3 separate regions of the Mus musculus genome follow, and regions 1 and 2 are each linked to region 3. Evidence: chromatin contacts called from public HiChIP or PLAC-seq data. All regions are on one chromosome and are shown on one strand. The core of a region is the stretch at or near the end of the contact, and the rest is flanking DNA. Distances in the headings are between cores, read along the strand shown. Region 1 has its middle 24 kb from the start of Adgre1. Region 2 has its middle 4.4 kb from the start of Ranbp3. Region 3 overlaps Acer1 (alkaline ceramidase 1).

Region 1 (4,135 bases), core at 135-2,634, 380 kb before region 3:
CTCTCTCTCTCTCTCTCTCTCTCTCTCTCTCTCCCTCTCCCTCTCCCTCTGCCTCTGCCTCTGCCTCTGCCTCTGCCTCTGCCTCTGCCTCTGCCTCTGCCTCTGCCTCTGCCTCTGCCTCTGCCTCTGCCTCTGCCTCTGCCTCTGCCTCTGCCTCCCAAGTGCTTGGATAAAAGACCTTTGTCACCACAGCCAGCCTAAGTTTTTATTAAAACAGATACTGCTCACTCTAGCTGAACCTCGTGGTGCAGGTTATGAAATCTCAGATACTGGGGAGGCTGAGGCAGGAGGATTATAAGCACAAATCCAGCCTTGATCTGCTACATAGAGAGACCCAGGCTGTGGGGGGAGGGGAGGCTCAGTCAGTAAGTGTTTGCTAAGCAAGCAAAGCTCCCTGAGTGAGCTCTGCACACCCTCACTTAAAGTCCAGGCATGGAAATGAAGTTCTATAATCTAGCCCTGGAGAGAGGGAGGTGTGGAGATCAATGTATCCCCAAGGTGGCCAGCCTACTTACTGAACTCCAGGGCTATAGAAGAACCTGTCTCAAAAAAATAAGGTGGAACCCTCTCCCCAAGAGGAGACAAGGAAGACTGTAAGAGCCAGAAGTCAGGCACGACTGAAGCAGGATCTCGGTACTAATAAACTACAGCACCTGTGGCTGCTGCTTATAATCAGACCAGTCAACCTTACAGCAGGAGTTGGAAGGGCTCATGAGCCCACCCTAACTGAGGAGCTGGACAGTTGATGGCTGCTGATGGAGGGAGAGGCAGTTTTCTTTAAACTATGCCCCTGACCCCGCAGGCTGACCATGCCCCAGTGGATAGCCACACACCAAGTACTACATGGACACCCCAAATTAAACTGGATGGGCTATTTAAAATTTAAAAAGAAGGCATGGTGTTGTAAGACGATTTGGATGACAGCGGATCTGGGAGGAGTTGGGGAATATACACAGTTGAACCCAGGGGCCATATCACTCGTGGACGCTAGGTGGCAGCACAGGGCTGCAAGTGAGCGCTGTGTGGTTAGACTGCAAAGTGTTCCTTGAAGTGAAAAATGGGGGCCTCGGCGCCACAGACAAGGAAACACAGCCTGCTGGAGTCTATGCCTGACTTCATAGGCTGGAATTCCACCAGTACAAGGGTCATTGTTTCGGATAAATGCATTTCTCTTTTAAAAAATAATAAAATTATCCAGAGTACCAATTCAACAAATGAAGCTCAGATCCACCTAGAAATCACTAGAGATAAAAATAAGTTGTAAACATTTTTTAAGAAAAATATGTAACAATAAATTATTGAAGGGTAGGGGCTGTGAGGTGGCTCAGCAAGTAAAGAAGTTTTGCACCTAATGACCTGAGTTTAATCTCTAGGGCCTACACGATAGAAAAAGGGAACTGACTCCTGCACAATGTCCTCTGGCCTCCTATTGCTCTCGGGATACTCACACACTCGTTCACACAAACACAAATCAAATAAATTTAATAAGAAACTAAGCCGGGCAGCGGTGGCGCACTCCTTTAATCCCAGCACTCGGGAGGCAGAGGCAGGTGGATTTCTGAGTTCGAGTTCGAGGCCAGCCTGATCTACAGAGTGAGTTCCAGGACAGCCAGGGCTACACAGAGAAACCCTGTCTCAAAAAAATAAATAAATAAATAAATAATAAAAATAAAAAACAGAAAAGAAAATAAACTAAAAATAAATTGAAGACACCATATCATCCAGTAGTGCCGCTGGCCATTCCTTCTAGAAGACTGGGTGGAGATGCCAGAAATACCAGGGTCCCTTCCTGGGGGCCTCTCTAGGCTCATATCCACAGACTTGTGAGTAAACACGTGTGCACACCCACAAATAAACTCAATCTCTTCCGTCTTTCCTCCCCTCTGCAAACGACCCGCCCAGCTGCAGACGTTGTGTCATTACCGCACATGTCCGCGAGGGGGCGATCGTGCCTTTAACGTCCAGCTGTCTGCCTCGGACCGGTCCTGCTTGGATGTCTGCCCCTGCGTTTGAAGCTTATGTCCGATTTCCCACATCTTCATCCATGTTTTTAAATCCCTAGAACAGTGTAGGGAGAGTATTTTGAGGACTGGCCTAGTTTCTGTTGCTATAATAAAATATCCTGACCAAAAAAAAAAAAAAAAAGGGAGCTTTGGAAGCTAGGGGTTGAGTTTACAGGTCTAGATTACAGCCCATCTTTGTGGGGCAGTTAGAACACACACCTCAAACAGCTGGCCGCGTGACAACCACAGTCAAGAATGAAGAAGTGAAGGCCAGCATGCTCATTTCTCCACAGTTCTGGATCCCTGCCTAGGGAATGGTGTGGCCCACTACAGGCTGGGTCTTCCCACATCAATCCCCCACAGACCCTACAAGTCAACCCACCGTAGGCAGTCACTACAGCAAAACGTAACTTGAGCTGACTAATACAAACTTCTGCCACCCTGAGCCTTAAAGATGGACTGAACACTCTGGGCATGGCTGGAATGGCTCCAAGAGCAGATTCGTGACCTCTAACTCCTCAGCATCGCATGATTCAGCCTTTCTTTTTCATGGGAGAACCATGGGAGCAGGCAGCATTCTGTTACCATGGTGCTTGTGATGGTTAACCTTGACTGTGGACTTGAACTTGAACTTGAATCAGCTGAGAGACGTGCTTCTGGGGAAATTCACGGGGGGACTTTGCCCCTTCCTGGAGAGCTCCTCCACTCTGTTACTGCCCCTGTGTTGTTCCTACAATCCTTATCTGACATGCATTGAAGACCTGGGACCCTCCAGAAATCCCCCCACCCCAGGCCTTCAGATCTGGACTTTGCAGCACCCACCTCATAGACTGGGCTGCTACCAGGTTCTCGGCCTTGGCAGCATACAGGCAGCCATTATAGACTGCCCAGGCTGTATCAGATAAGCCAGACGAACAAATCTTCCTTTGATACCTATTGATTCTATCAGTCCTGTTCCTCTAGTGAACTCTAATGCAGTTCTTGAAGCCCGCAAATCCAGTGACTCTCCCTACAGTGAAGGCAGACCCTTCAGACGTGATAAGCATTTCAGACCAGACTCCTGTGCCATAGTCTATCGTTGGCCAAGAATGTGTGTGAGACAGCACTCGGGCACTGACTTTCCTGAGAGAGAACCAGGCAGTGCTGTGGCCTCTGTTAGCCACTTGACCAGTAATTCTCAACCTTCTTAAAGCCGTGGCCCTTTAACTCAATTCCTCAACCACAAAATTATTTCCTTGCTACTTTGTTAACTGTAATTTTGCTACTGTTAGGAACTGTAATGTAAATATCTGATGTGCAGGATATTGTGATATGCAACCCCTGTGGAAGGGTCATTCAACTACCAAAGGGGTTGTGACCACTGCACTAGGGTGCTGAGAACACAGCTTAGCCCTGAGACTCAGCTTTTTTTAGTGTGTGTGCTATGTGGGATGTACTCACACCTGTAATTCTACATATGCAGGTGCTTATACCGTCACAGGTGTGGAGGCCACTGGAGGCTAACACTCCCCACTCATTCCCCTGATACCTAGTCTCTTGCCGAATGCAGAGCTTGGCTGACAGCCAGAAGTCCCAGCAATTCTCCTGCCCAGGGTTGGCCAAGCCCAGATCTTTCCTGAATGCTGGGGACTCAAACTCAGGTCCTCATGTTTGTGCAGCAAGAACTCTGAACCTCTGAGCCTTCTCTCCAGACACATCACGATGCTGTGCCTTCAAAAAAATATGTCCCTGACTCTCTGGTAATGTACCGTCAATTTTCCAGGGGGTGAGATGACCTCCAAGTCCATTATGTCTCAACCAACATTCTCCACCGCCCACAAAGCTGGATCTAATATTGGGCCATGGGGATGTTCGATACAATGGCGCCTTCCTAAATAATGTACACTCTGAAGTCCTGTCCCATTGGCCACCAACGCTAGCCCTTCTTTTATTTGAGCTTGGTAATGGTGATCCCAGCCGATCGAAAGAAATCCACCCAAAAAGGTCAGTTACTTAGCTCTTGACTTAGCCCTAAAGTACTGCAGGTAAAGTCAAATCAGAGAGAGAGGGGGGTACTGCCAAGGCCTGGGGCCAGAGGGTGGTGGGTGTAATGTAAATGATGAAAAAGTTCTGGAAGGTGGGTATTGGTTCTG
Region 2 (4,237 bases), core at 462-2,961, 290 kb after region 3:
CATGTGAGAACCACTGCCCCAAGCCATAACAGAAAGATCTTTGTAAACTGAACAAGGAAACAGGTTATTATACAGCTCAAGGGTTCTGCACACTGGTTGCTCTTGCAGAGATCCCGAGTTCTCTCCCCAGCACCCACATCAGGCAATGCACAAGATCCTGTAAGCCCAGCTCCCAGGGTTGTGATGGCCTCTCGTGGCCTCCCTAAGAACTGTGTTTACATGCACAAACCCGCGTACAGACACACAGACATCCACATGGAATAAAATAATAAAATTTTTATTTTAAAATTATTTTCTGGGCTGGTGAGATGGCTCAGTGGGTAAGAGCACCCGACTACTCTTCCGAAGGTCCAGAGTTCAAATCCCAGCAACCACATGGTGGCTCATAACCATCCCTAACGAGATCTGACTCCCTCTTCTGGAGTGTCTGAAGACAGCTACAGTGTACTTACATATAATCAATAAAATAAATCTTTAAAAAAAATTATTTTCTAAAATTTAAATTTTAAAAATTAAAAGAAAAAAGAATGTACTTTAAATACTACTAGCTTCCTACTCTGGTCACTGGGGTACAAGTGGTCAGGCGTGGTACCTTCTCCCTCCAGGGAGATCCCCAGCCATACAGTACCCAGGAGTAAATTAGAATTGAAAATTAACAACGGTGCTGCCATCCCTGTGGCTCTGTGTCAGTAAATCTCTGTACAGTCTGAAGCTATGTCACACGTCATGTTCTGCGACGCCTTGTGACCAACTGCATAGAATCCAGCAGTGGCTTTTTGAGGGACATCCGGAGACTCAGGAGCTCTGGACCCAGAAGGCTAGGTTTACACTATGAGTTGATTCTGCTGTGGGGGGCTGGTGGCCTTCTATCCCTCAGCCTTCAGTTCCACTCAGCCAGAATTCCAGGAAATAATCCTTGGTGACTGAGAACTGTGTGTATCGGGGATTGAAATCTGGGCTGTAGCAGAGTCGGCCGTACAGTCACACAGAGTGCACAAGGCCAGGCTTCCATCTGCAGCACCGCATAAAACACACGCTTGTCATCCCAGCACCGGCATGCAAGGTAGGAGGAGTAGGGGTTCAAGGTCAACCTCAACTACACAGTGAGTTTAAGGTCAGAATGAGTTCCATGACTTCAAATATAAAATAAGAAAATAAGAAAGGGCCGACCAGTGGTGGCACACACCTTTAATCCCAGCACATGGGAAGCAGAGGGAGGCAGATTTCTGAGTTCAAGGCCAGCCTGGTCTACAGAGTGAGTTCCAGGGATACACAGAGAAACCCTGTTTTGAAAAACAGAGAGAGAGAGAGAGAGAGAGAGAAGAAGAAGAAGCAGAAGCAGGAGAAGGAGAAGGAGAAGGAGAAGGAGAAGGAGAAGGAGAAGAAGAAGAAGAAGAAGAAGAAGAAGAAGAAGAAGAAGAAGAAGAAGAAGAAGAAGAAAGAGAAGTTCTTTGGCCCACTTCTCATCCAGAAATAGGGGTCCATTTCATCTCGACTAGGACATGTGTTAATCAAAACCAACGTAGCTTGTCTTCAGTGGAAGTATATAGCAGTTCCTACAGGGGACAGGAACACAGCTTCCCTTCCTTTGAGAGTAGGTTTGTCGTATTATTATTATTAATTATTTTGAGCCAGGGACTCATGCAGCCCAGGCTGGCCTCGCATCACTCCCTATGCAGTCGAAGATAACCTTACCCTTTGACCTGCTGTCCCAGTTCCCGAGCTGGGTTGTGAGGTGCATGTATGCCTTTACTGCCATGCGCTGGTTGGTTGTATTTCTGACACAGGATTTCACTCTAGCCCAGGCTAGCACAAATTTGTGGGAGATCCTCCTACCTCTCTTTGTCTTGTACTGGATATGTGGACAGAACCTGTGGCGCCTCGAGACCCCCAAATCCAAACTTGAAAGAGGTTTTGCACAGTGGCCACTGGGGGGCAGCAGAGGACTGCGATGTCAGAGCCAGCGGGTGCTTGTGCGTGAATGCCCGCCCATGAGTGTGCGTGCGCGTCAATGAGGATCCAAAGGTCCATCAGGTGTCTTCCTCACTTTACCCAACGGTACCCCTGCGCCCTGTCCTGCAATCCCGGCGCCGTCGTGTGCCGCCATGCACCCCGGCCCAGCAGCGCTGCTGTTCAGCTGTTGAGGGGAACAAACTGCAGACTTGGGATCACCCTTTCCGCACTGAGCCGGCTTCCCAGTTCTTGAAGTCACAGACCCTGCACCCGGCTTCTTTGTGGATTCTGGGGAGCTGAACTCATGTCCTCAAGCTTGCATGCAGAGGCCCTGCCCAGGACTTGTAGGTCGTCTGGGCGACATCTCCTAGTGCTCTGGTCGCCAGCACCAAGAGCTGTGCGGTGTTTAAAGGGCTCCCTCATTCCGCGGAGAGCTTCCTGGACCCGAGAGTCCCACAGGACAAGGGTGCACTGTTCAAGGGAGGAGGAGGGGGAGAGGGAGGGAAGCAGGAGGAGAAGGAGGCTGCAGCGGCGGTAGCAGCAACAACAAGGGTCAGTTCAGTCTTGGGACTGGGAATCCAAGGAGGAATGAAGGACGCATCCTCCACCCAATCCAGTGTCACCAGCATATATGCATTGAACCAGCCACTCTGTTCCCCACTCTGGCTACAGGGGAACTCAGCCATAGTAAGGAGATGGAGCCTGTGATCTGAGATTCCTGGAAAGGGAGAAAATCCACCCCTGTGGGAAGAATCTCTAAGACTGATGGTTAGAACATCTGACATTAGAGGGTTGGAATGTTGCAGATCCAGAGCCAAATTATCACGGACTGTTTAGCCCCTTAACAGCTGGTGTGGTTAGCCCACTCTCCCTGCCACCCATGCCACCCTGTAGACTCGTGTGTGAATGCCTGGTCCATAGGAAGTGATACTATTAGGAGGATCCGCCTGCCTCTGCCTCCCAAGTGCTGGGATTAAAGGCGTGTGCCGCCAATGCCCGGTGGCTTTGAAGTTTTATCAGCTCAAGTTTGGCCAGTGTATCCCAGTCTCTCCCTGCTGCCTGTGGGTCAGGATGTAGAACTTTCAGCTTTGTCTCTAGCACCACGTCTGCCTGCATTCCACCATGCTTCTCACAATGTACTCAACCTCTGAAACACTAATTACATGCTGCCCTGTGGTCATGATGTCTCTTCACACCACAGAACACTGACTAAGACAACAGCCATTCATTAGTCACTTCCGTGTCATTGCTGTCCTTGTATCAGCTGGGTGAGTCTTTTTGAACTGCATAAAGAGACCACTAGCTTCTCTACCTGTCCCAAGGCTAAGGATGAAGTCAGGCATCATCGTCTGAGACCCACAGCAGAAGTTTTCAGCTTTGGGGTTACTGGCAACCTAGTGTGCATGCCAATCGATGTCCTTGTGAAGTGCTGAACAGTGACTTCCCGTGTCCTCTTTCTATTAGTACTTTTCCACGGCTGTCCCTTGTGGTATTTGGGGAACCGTGTTCTTGGCATCCTAGGCATATTCAGCTTCAGAATAAACTCTCTTATCCCCTATGAGGTGACAACTGTGTTTCTTTACATTGTCAAGCCCCATCCATGCTCCAAGAATCTGGCTGGAGCCTCGAGAATTTCAACACAATTGATGTTGGCTGCAATGGACACCAGCATAGACAGAATAATAATTATTACTGCTTGAGATAGGGGGGGCTCATGTGATCCAGGCTGTCCTCAAACTCACTGCATGGCTGAGGAGGACTCTGAACTGACCCTCTGCCTCCTGCCTCTGCCTCTTCTGCCTCCTCTGCCTCCTCTGCCTCCTCTGCCTCTGCCTTCTGCTAGGATGACATGTTATCATCATGTCAACACACTCAGCCTGGGTGGTTGGGCTTTCAACCCCGGGGCTTGGTGCATGCTAGACACTCTACTCACTGGGTCCAGGATCAGCTCAAAGACAGCTGTGGGTTTGCAGACAGAGATCTGGCGCAAATGTTGACTTAGCACTGAGCAGAGCCCAAATGCATGCAGCCTTTCTCCTGCCCAGCCTGAAACCTGCAGCTTCTCTGGATCTTACTGGAAGCCCAGTTCATAATAGAAAGACTCTTCCCATGGTGTCAGAGTGAGCATGCCCCTCGGGCCCATAAATCAATGCTTGGTCCACAGTTACTGGACTGCTGGGGAAGGATGAGGGGGTGTGGTCTTGCTGGAGGAGGTTCAAGGGCTCACAGCAGGCCCTGTGTAACTCTCCAGCTGCTTACTGCTCCTGTGCCTGTCTGCTCCAGC
Region 3 (4,064 bases), core at 590-3,089:
ATGAGGGAGAACATGTGGAAAATATTTAGTAGGTCGTCCATGCTCCCCTCATTGAGTAAATGAAAGAACCAGTAGAATAATGGGCAGAATGTAGGGTCTATTGGAGATTTAGGGATGGCCCGTAGATGGCCAGGGTCAGTGGGGGAGAGGAAGAACAGGCTTGGAGACAGAACCCCTGCCTAGAATTCCCCAGTGAGAGGTTGGGGTGTGGTCAGAAATGGAGCTTCTGCCTAGACTCCCCCAAATGGGGGTCTGGGGTTGTTGTTTGGGGGGAGCTTTTTCTTAGCACTTTGTCCAAGGTCCAGGATTCCATTAGTAATAATAATGGTGTGTGTGTGTGTGTGTGTGTGTGTGTGTGTGTGTGTGTGTGTGTGTGTGTGTGACTATGTAGCCCTGGCTGCCTGAGATTCTCAATGTAGACAAGGCTGGTTGAATTCATAGAGATTCACCTACTCTTGCCTACTGACTGCTAGAGTTAGAGGTCAGTAATACTAATGAATGAATAACATTTTTAAAAAGAAAGGGAGATCTAGGCGTGGTGGTGCACATCTTTAATTTCAGCACTTAGGAGGCAGAGGCAGGTGGATCTCTGGGACTTTGAGGCCAGCCAGGTCTACACATAGAGTTTCAAGATAGTCAGACTCTTAGAGTGAAAGCCTGTCTCAAAACAAACAAACAAACAAGAAAAATAAAATGAGTCTGGGGATCAGACTAAGATGACTGGGAAACTTACAGTTGAATGATGGACAAATCTTGGTTCATTCCTGGACAGCCCATGCGATGGGGTACTTAGGAATGAGCCCTAGGTGGGCAGGAGCTCCCACCAGCTCTTGTCTTACTAGCTCTGTTCTTGTTTCTCCTGCAGTTCAGCAATGTGTTCTTCCTCATCTTTGGACCCCTCATGATGTTCCTCATGCATCCGTATGCCCAGAAGCGTACCCGGTGTTTCTATGGAGTGTCAGTCCTCTTCATGCTCATAGGTAGGTGTGCGTGTTTGAGGCTGGGGAAGTGTGCTGGAAATGCTCCCTCCCCTTGACGGCCTCTACTTGCGTCTGCCTTCCTACAGGTCTGTTCTCCATGTATTTCCACATGACACTCAGCTTTCTGGGACAGCTGCTGGATGAGATCTCCATCCTGTGGTTGTTGGCCAGTGGATACAGTGTGTGGCTGCCCCGTTGCTATTTTCCCAAGTTCGTCAAGGGGAACAGGTAGAGCAGGCACACCAAGTCATCTGTGGGGAGGGGAATTTAATGAACACAAAAAAAAAAAAAAAAAAAAAAAAAAAAAACCAAAACCAAAAACAAAACCAAAAAACCCTCATAACCTAAAACCCTTATAACCTTTACTCAGATATCTGTTCTCCATCTTCTGAACTCTCCATGTTTTTCCAAACCTCTCGCCTGACCTTATCAGGCCTCTTGAGTCCCCTGGCCCCTCTTCATCCTCCTAACCCACCTCAGGCTCTTTAATCTCTGCCTGGTACACCCGGGTTCTCTTAAATCCTGTCTTTCTTGAGCAGACCCAAGGAAACCCAGAGGCTCCTCCTGAGCCCAGATGTACTCTCCAGGGTTCTTGGTTTGTCCTATCTATTTTGGCTGCCCAAGGTGATCTCGCTGAGTCCTTCAGCACCTCTCCCACCCTGTCTCACTCTCAGGTTCTACTTCAGCTGCCTGGTAACTATAACCACTATTATCAGCACCTTCTTGACGTTCGTGAAGCCCACAGTCAATGCATATGCTCTCAACAGCATCGCCATCCACATCCTCTACATTGTGCGCACAGAGTACAAGAAGTGAGTGCTGGGTGATGGAGGCGTGGTCAGGGTGGAGCCCCAGGAGGTGTGGTCGGGGTGGAGCCCCGCCTAGAACACTCCCTCCCCTCCCCACCAGGGTCTGAGGCGTGGTCAGGGTGGGGCCCCTAGGAGTTGTGGTCAGGGTGGAGTCCCTCTGGGACTCCCACTGGGCTGGGTGTTAAAGTGTGAAGCCCCTGCTTAATATGTTCTAGTATGTGGGTTCTGTTGCCAACATCACAAAAAACAATTGTGCCTTTTTAGGAAGTGAATGGCGGTTGCAGTTGCCTAAGAGTTTCCTTCTGTTTCCCTTTGGAGCTGTGTTCTTTTCAGCAGTTCTGTGTGCTTTTAGAGTTTCTGAGTCCAGTCTCCTGAAGAGGGCACCCATTCTCCATGTTGACCAGTGAGCAGGAAGGGCAAGGCTTCTTTCTGAGCAGTCTGTCAGTCTGCAAACATTGTCTTAAAGCATATACTGTAAAGGTGGTGGAGGTACACGCCTTTAATCCCAGTTCCCGGGAGATAGAGGCAGGCAGATCTCTATGAGTTTGAGGCCAGCCTGGTCTATAGAGCGAGTTCCAGAACCGCTAGGGCTACACAGAGAAACCCTGTCTCGAAAAACCAAACACACATATATTTTATATTAATTTATTTTTATTTATGTGCATCACAACATCTGTGTACCACAGCGTGGGTCCCACCCATCCAACTGGGGTTGTGAGGTTAGCAGCAAGCGCCTTTACCTACTGAGCCATCTTGCAGTCCAGAGGTTGTCCTTTTCATTTACTTTCTTATTAGACTAAAATCCACAGGTATACCAACTGTGTACAATAGGTTGAGCTGACTATGTATCATTGAGTCAACTGAAATCCACAGGTCAAGTTATACAAAACTTGCCAGTGAAACCGACAAACTGTAAACTGTCGGCCAATCCGACCAGAAACCAAAGGTCAAGCCAAAGAAACCATAAAAAACTGGAAACCGGAAACCGGAAACCATTAACAAAACCAACCAGAAACGATAAAGACAACTGGAAATCATAGATCCAGCAAGCCAGAAACCATAAGTCAAAGCAATTAGAAGCACTGGTCATGTTAACAGACACTATAGAGCAGTATAAGTGAAAATCATTAGTGAAGCCAACTGGAAGCCATTGCCCAATGGGATACAGACATCATCAGTCAAGCCAATTGGAAGTCACTAGGCAAAGTATCCAGCGAATGGCTTCATCATGAGGGGAGCAGACAGACCTGTATGTCTATTGATATCGGACAGCTTTCTCACTCATCTCTAGAATATTCTTCCGGAGACCTCGATTTGATTCTGCTGACCAGGAGGCTACATTATGGTCTTGAGTTGTTTCAAGACATGACTACCAGAAAATGCACTGCCCTATTGCACTCCCGCATACACACACACACACACACACACACACACACACACACACCCATATACAACCCCCCACATAACCTACTCACCACTCCCCCAAGACCTCATTGAGTGTTAACTATTAGCACATAGTAAGCAACATTGCTAGCTTTCTGCTACAGTCACATAGCTGAGACAGCACAAAGAGTTAAAATTAGTTCCACATGACCTCACAGGACTTATATAGTCCTAAGTATTTGTGAGGCCAAACAAGAGGATTAGTTTAGCCTAGGAGTTTGAAGCCAGATTGAAATGTATAGGCAGATATAGTGTGTGTGTGTGTTTGTGTGTGTGTATGTGTGTGTGTGTGTGTGTGTGTGTGTGTGTGTGTGAGAGAGAGAGAGAGAGAGAGAGAGAGAGACAGAGAGACAGAGAGACAGAGAGACAGAGAGACAGAGACAGAGAGACAGAGAGACAGAGAGAGAGAGACAGAGAGATAGAGAGAAACAGAATGAAAAAGAGACAGAGACAGTGAGAATTATTCTATTTTTTTTCTTTCTAATATTTTCTTCCTTTTTCTACACAGGACTTCACTGTGTGGCTCAGGTTGGCCTCCAAAATACCAGAGATCCTCCCCGCTCTGCCTCCCAGGTTCTGAGACAACAAAGGTGCCTCTCCACACCTGGCTTGGGCTAATTGTTGTTGTCTATCTGTTTTGGCTCATGGTTTTAGAGGTTTGCGTACTACTGATTGCTTGACTCTATTGACTTGGGTTGGTGGGACTGGGGTTCCCACAATCCTTTTCAAGAACACATTTTAAGTGAATGGAAGATGTCTTCTAGGCCCCAAATCAGAAAGGTTCCATTAACTTCCTCACAGAGTGGAGGTAAAGACAGATCTTTTAACACAA

Evidence for each region. HiChIP or PLAC-seq counts read pairs in DNA pulled down with a chosen protein or histone mark.
Region 1: an H3K4me3 HiChIP or PLAC-seq map of bone marrow-derived macrophages shows a contact between it and region 3, with 4 times the contacts expected there. The contact joins two enhancer-like sites. A contact is called at or near these places in 1 of 15 datasets of contacts at CTCF or cohesin (embryonic stem cells), 1 of 115 datasets of contacts at active chromatin or transcription factors (bone marrow-derived macrophages) and 1 of 9 other capture datasets (embryonic stem cells).
Region 2: a contact with region 3 is called in an H3K4me3 HiChIP or PLAC-seq map of bone marrow-derived macrophages, with 4 times the contacts expected there. The contact joins two enhancer-like sites. A contact is called at or near these places in 2 of 39 promoter capture datasets (embryonic stem cells and pre-B cells), 3 of 484 Hi-C or Micro-C datasets (the Ba/F3 cell line, CD4 T cells and embryonic stem cells) and 4 of 115 datasets of contacts at active chromatin or transcription factors (bone marrow-derived macrophages and embryonic stem cells).

Annotation. Positions count from the first base shown.
Region 1 is chr17:57,332,735-57,336,869 of GRCm38.p6, reverse strand. No RefSeq gene overlaps it. Among named protein-coding and RNA genes, the nearest start is that of Adgre1, 24 kb to the left of the region's middle. Within about 2 kb of position 1,384, at least 49 of the 459 cell types and tissues checked have an H3K27ac peak or open chromatin away from gene starts, as enhancers often do. A contact at or near this core is called in bone marrow-derived macrophages, where this site is marked.
Region 2 is chr17:56,666,710-56,670,946 of GRCm38.p6, reverse strand. No RefSeq gene overlaps it. Among named protein-coding and RNA genes, the nearest start is that of Ranbp3, 4.4 kb to the left of the region's middle. Within about 2 kb of position 1,711, at least 72 of the 459 cell types and tissues checked have an H3K27ac peak or open chromatin away from gene starts, as enhancers often do. A contact at or near this core is called in bone marrow-derived macrophages, where this site is marked.
Region 3 is chr17:56,956,041-56,960,104 of GRCm38.p6, reverse strand. It overlaps Acer1 (alkaline ceramidase 1), which reads left to right. Exons shown (of 6, transcript NM_175731.4): 2 at 866-980; 3 at 1,067-1,208; 4 at 1,655-1,792. Among named protein-coding and RNA genes, the nearest start is that of Mllt1, 23 kb to the right of the region's middle. Within about 2 kb of position 1,839, at least 102 of the 459 cell types and tissues checked have an H3K27ac peak or open chromatin away from gene starts, as enhancers often do. A contact at or near this core is called in bone marrow-derived macrophages, where this site is marked.